Linked DNA regions of Mus musculus: region 2 is linked to region 1. A link is a contact called in public Hi-C data. All regions are on one chromosome and are shown on one strand. Each heading gives the region's core, a stretch centred on a gene start, on an enhancer-like site or on the middle of the called end of the contact. The rest is flanking DNA. Distances are from core to core; before and after follow the strand shown. Region 1 has its middle 230 kb from the start of Etaa1. Region 2 holds the start of Etaa1 (Ewing tumor-associated antigen 1).

Region 1 (2,700 bases), core at 97-2,596:
TCATTCTGGGCTCAGGCTGAAGTGTGGTATGTTTGGATTAAACCTTTACTATGGAGATGTTCGAGAATGAAACTACAGGGTCTTTTTTTTTTTATTAAATTTAAAATCATGGGCTACAAGTTGATTGTCCTTCATTCTGTCTGTCCCCTTTGTTTGAATTCATCAAACAGTCACTCTGGAATTATTTCTAACAATTGGGATGACTTCATTTGTATTTGTTTTTCTTTTCTATTAATACATGACAAACTGTGAAATTTGCCATTTGACCATAACCAGGCCATGAAATTTGTCATCTCTCTCTGTAATTTACATGGAGCCTTGGCTCTAGATACGTTTCAGTCAGGATGATTGCTTTCTGTCTGATGCAGAGAACAGAACAAAGGAGGAGTGCACACAGCCCGGAACACAGGCAGTTCGAAGCGGACATCAGGAGGGATTTTCATGCCTCCACCCCTTTACCACTGCAAACCCACAGGACCGCACTGACTGTTGCCCAAGGAAGAGGTTGGTGGGATAAGCCAAGGCCCTGATGCCCAATCTGAGAAACAGTGCAATAACATTCTGGGAGAGCTTGCTTAAAAGCAGAGATGTTCTGACAAATGGGAAAGGGTTGGATAAATGTGGTAGGAAATATATTGCATAATGTTGGTAGTCCTTTGGATGTAGAGTGTCAAACACAAGCCACCAGAATAGTACAAGAGCTTAGTTTGTTTGCAAGCTATTGTTCAAAGAACCATGAATTTCCCCTTCTCTTTCCACTGCCTCTTCTTTCAAATTGAATTCAAATTAGGTTTTTCTATTTGAGATTCACAAAAAATAATGTCTTTTGAAAAATGTGTGGTTAAAGTTGGACTAGGCAGTTTTGTTTTTTTTTTTTTTCAGGAAAGATCCTGCATCTGTTTCTAATGACCTTCTTTCTTACAGAGAGGAGGGAAAGCTTTCCTGCCCTTTGCTTAAAAAACAGTACCTCCCTGCCCTGTGCTCCCACAGAGGGAAGAGCACAGCCTCCCTACACTGTGCTCCCACAGCAGAGCCTCCCTGCCAAGAACAGGACTCCACTGACCTGTGACTGATTTGCCGAATTATCTGTGGGCTGTGAGTCTGAGAAGTAAAGTTAAAATTATGACAATAGCTAACCGCATACTTTAAAGGAGGGTCATGGAGCTAGTAGACGATATCATTTCACTGTGGATATGACTTTGGCGGGGTAATTTTTTTTTTGAACGATAAATGTGACAGTGCTTGGGAGCAGACATGAGGCTAGAAGAGAAGGGGGTGAGAAGGACATGACCAAGCCATGGCTGACTTCCCAGTGTTCCTGTTTTTTTCCTGAGCAGAAGGGAAGTTGAAGTAGGAAGTCAGAGAAGCTCGTAGATTTCACACAGCTGCTTGGTTTCCTGGAGACTGAAAAGGGTGATGTAGGCTCTGTTAGAATGTAGCTGTCATTTCCACCATCTGAGAGACCTCTGGCTTTCTAGTGTGCAGAGGGATGGGCTAAAAGTGGACTCTTCTAGGATGTGCATCACGATGGAGCTGGTCGGAGAGAATGGAGCTGGGTTAGTTGCCCCAGGGGACTCATGGTTATAGTTGCTTGTAGCAGTAAGGTTTTCACGGACAGCAGGAAACCTCAGTGGCAGGCTTAGTGATCATTTTATGGCCTCTTTCACTTTGAATTCTTCATAAACATGTTAGCTTTTGATTTTCTCAAGTCACTCATTACTACATAAACCACCTGCTTCTGGTGCAGTTTTACCTCTGCCTTATCTTGCAAAAGCTGACTTAAAATAAATAGTTGGTTCTCATAATTAGGTAGAAAATACAGTATAAAAAACAAGGAAGAGCACGGGCAAAGGAGGTTCCATTACGCTGTTCAAACACCGACTGGTTCCTGCTGCAGCTTTGCCGCACGTGCTTTCTTCTTGCTATTACTGCTTTTCTTACTGCATTTTTGTTTGCTTGGTTCTGGTCCTTGTTGCTGATGTGTTTCCTTTCATTTTATTTTCCCAACAGGGTCTTGCTATGTAGCTGGAAGGTTCTGGAATTCACTGGGCAGTCGAGGGTGACCTTAAACTCTTCCTTTTCTGTTTTTATTTTTTAACATTAATTTGTGTGTGTGTGTGTGTGTGTGTGTGTGTGTTTAGAGGCATAGATGCATGATGCATGTGTGGAAGTCAAAGGCACCTTGTGGAAGTCCTTTGTCTCCTTCACCATGTGAACTCTGAAGATCAAATTCAGGGTCTCAGGCTTAGCAGCAAGTGCCTTACTTGTTGAGCAATCTTGCTATCGAGCCATAACCCTGAACTTTTAATTTTCCTGCCTCAGCTAGACTTTTGTTTTAAAGTATTTCAACAAACATAATAATTGTGGGTATATATGTGTGATATTTCAATTCATCTATCTATCATCTATCTATCTATCTATCTATCTATCTATCTATCTATCTATCTATCTATCTATCTATCTTTTTTGAGAATAATGATTGTTAGACTCTTGGAAGCATAGGGAATTTAGTTAGGTAAGAGGAGTAGCATCTAATATTCTATACCATAATAAGATAACAAAAGTAGACAAAAAATAATTATATATTTGAAAATAGATGCTATAGAGAATGTTTTGATTATTTGTGCTGGGAAACAAACTTAGAGTCTTATCCATGCTAAACAAGAGCCCTAGCACTGAGCTACATCCTAATACTCCATA
Region 2 (2,700 bases), core at 183-2,682, 230 kb after region 1:
CAGAAAAATCACACATGAGGTTCTAAAAAACAAAACAAAAAACCCAAAACCGTTGTATTATGATGTTACCAGACTAAAATTTTACCGACAATAATTCTTCAAGCACCTACCCACATAAAAATAACAACAGATTACCTAACTGCTTTGTCATTGGAGAATTTTGATCCCAGAAGATATCAGTTTGTCCATCTGGATCATTTGGAGAACTGAAGGTACAGGATAATAAATCCATTTTCACGATTTGTACTGGCGTCTCCTTTCCTGCATAAGATGACAATCATTGCTTCTAAGTGTTACGTTACTTCATAAAAGCTAAAGTCAAACAATTAATTTTCATGTCCAATACAAAGCTTGTCTCCTAAAGACAGTTACTTTAACCACAATAGAAATGTTTCAATGAAAATAATATCTTAATACTTCATAAGTTTAGCACTGTAGTTAGGAAGTGTTCTTTGAAAATTCCATAGGCCCAGGAATGATACCATCTGATCACTGAATTACTATCACCAGGCTTTAGGTACCTCCATGACGTCAGCAGATGTACAGGAAATGCATCCAAACAGAAAGCCAAGCTAAACTCTCACAAGGCCCCTCCTGTAAACTCGACCCAATTTTTTTTTTACTCCATACACCCCAAAACCAATAGTGATTTGTTTCTAGGGAAGCTCTGTCTAGAATCACTTGAAGGTTTACAATGTTATTTTTCTTTCCCAGCCTCGTTTTATTCATAGCAGAAACAAGCAAGGTAACAGACATTGTATTTTACGGACACACCCTAGGATAGAGGTTATGAGTTTGGTCCTTATTGGGATAGATATCTCTTAACTCCAAGTTTACAGAAATGAACGCGCCATCGGTTTGCTGGGCTAACCGGATGTTACACCTAGCAAGTTCCGGGAGCACACTACGGTTTCTGAGGTGGCCCTTTTTGCAAAACAAAACAGCGAGGAAAACAACAACAACCAGCGTAGGTGCCCAGTTTCCGGAACACAGTCCACGGCACAGGCCCCGCCCACAACCAGACGTTCAGAAAAGGCCCGGTTTACCGGACTCGGCTCTGCAGCCCCAGGCCTCCCGCCCGGTCTGCACCGCCAGGCTCCGCTCCCCGCCCTCTCCTCACCCCGGGGACTGCGCCCGCCGTCAGCCGCTGCCTGCCGCTGCGCCCGCCGCGCAGACCGCGTTCCCGCCCGGCGGAGCTGGGAGCTGCAGGCCGCCCTGGACTCCCGCAGCCACGGCTCTGCCGCCGGGCGGCAGTTCTTAGCAGCCGCCCTGTGCGGCGTGCTCCTCCGGGCAGGGCTGTCCGCATGCTTCCTTCGCCGACTCATTCCCGTGCCACCGTCCTTCAGCTGCATTCACATTTTGCTACAGCGGAGCAGGGCAACTGCTCGACAGAGAGCCCGCGCGCCACCGTGCAGCGCCATCTTTGCAAGTCGGGCGCGCAAAATACGCTGCTTCTAATTGGCTGCCTCCGTCTAGGGGCGGGTTACTACGCATGGTGCGGATTGGCTGCGTCAGTGTGAGGGGCGGGGTTAGAAGGCTGCGGCCAGGGCTGAGGAAACAGGAGTTTTCTGAGGTCTACCATCAGACTCGTCCAACTTAGCAGGAACTGCAGGACCCTTTTCTGGATCTGTGACAGGAACTTGGTATGTGAGACAGTAAAGAGTTCATATACAATGACAGATTCTTATTGAATTTAAAATTTAATTGATTATTTCTAAGATTCAAATGATGGTGTGTTATTCGATAATATGAGAAAATAAAGACTATAGTTTAGGAGGTAATAAACGCAATAGTTCATAGATGTTCTGTTATGTGCGTAGCTCCAAAATGTAGGAAAACGTATTAATTTAATAAACTAACAGTCGCTGGAAACTGTACATGCAAAACAGAGCTGTCATCTTAGTAGGAATAAAATAGTGTTTATTTTGAATCAAGTAATAATTTCCATGGCCAGGGAGCATTGATTCAGGTTGGCCTAAAAACATGTTTCAATATAAAAGCAATCGCACAGACTTTAACAGTCACAGAACAAAAAACAAAGCATTTGCCAGGCGCTTTGTTGGGGACAACAGGTAGTAGGTGGGTTACAGCAAAGCAGGAGATGATTCGTCCATAGGCTTTAGGTAAGGATATAATTTATGAGACCCATCCTTTCGTTGATGGAAGTTAGTGATCTGGTAACAGTGCATTCCAAAGTTTTTACCTGCTAGCCTTCAGGATGCCAATCCTGACAGCTGGGTCCTTAATGGCTACTTAGGGCACTAAAGATAGCCATAAAGATTATTTGGTTTTATATCTGTAACACTCCAGTTTCCTTATCATGAAGTGTGTCTGTCTTTTTGTTTTTCAGACAGTGTCTTATGTGTGCCCTGCCTCCTTATTTAATGCAGTCTCGCTGTGAACTCCTGGTCTTCCTGTCTCAAGCTTGTCAGTGCTAGGACCACAGGTCTAGGTCCTGAACAGAATCATCAGCGTAGTTGTGCCTTCTTCCATGCCCCAAATAAAGTGAAACTCGGAGGTTAATTGTGCTTTAATAGATTAGTAATAAACCAAATTCTAAGTTTTTAAAGAATATGATTTGCGATAAATAGTAAAACAAAAGAGTGCCAACTCTACAGAGAGAACTATAAAACACCTTAGAAATAAATTGAAGGCCAAAATAAAAAGGGCTATGCTGTGTTTGTGGTCTGTGTCACTCAC

The links. A called contact is a pair of places that touch in the nucleus more often than the background predicts.
Region 2: a contact with region 1 is called in a Hi-C map of uterus, with 5 times the contacts expected there. The contact joins the promoter of Etaa1 here to the enhancer-like site in region 1. A contact is called at or near these places in 1 of 39 promoter capture datasets (liver) and 2 of 484 Hi-C or Micro-C datasets (muscle stem cells and uterus).

The regions. Positions count from the first base shown.
Region 1 is chr11:17,726,440-17,729,139 of GRCm38.p6, forward strand. No RefSeq gene overlaps it. Among named protein-coding and RNA genes, the nearest start is that of Etaa1, 230 kb to the right of the region's middle. Within about 2 kb of position 1,347, at least 24 of the 459 cell types and tissues checked have an H3K27ac peak or open chromatin away from gene starts, as enhancers often do. A contact at or near this core is called in muscle stem cells and uterus, where this site is marked.
Region 2 is chr11:17,952,443-17,955,142 of GRCm38.p6, forward strand. Etaa1 (Ewing tumor-associated antigen 1) reads right to left here and starts at 1,433. Exons shown (of 6, transcript NM_026576.4): 1 at 1,121-1,433; 2 at 136-261. The coding sequence starts at 1,352. Etaa1os (Ewing tumor-associated antigen 1, opposite strand) reads left to right here and starts at 1,528. Exons shown (of 3, transcript NR_131915.1): 1 at 1,528-1,643.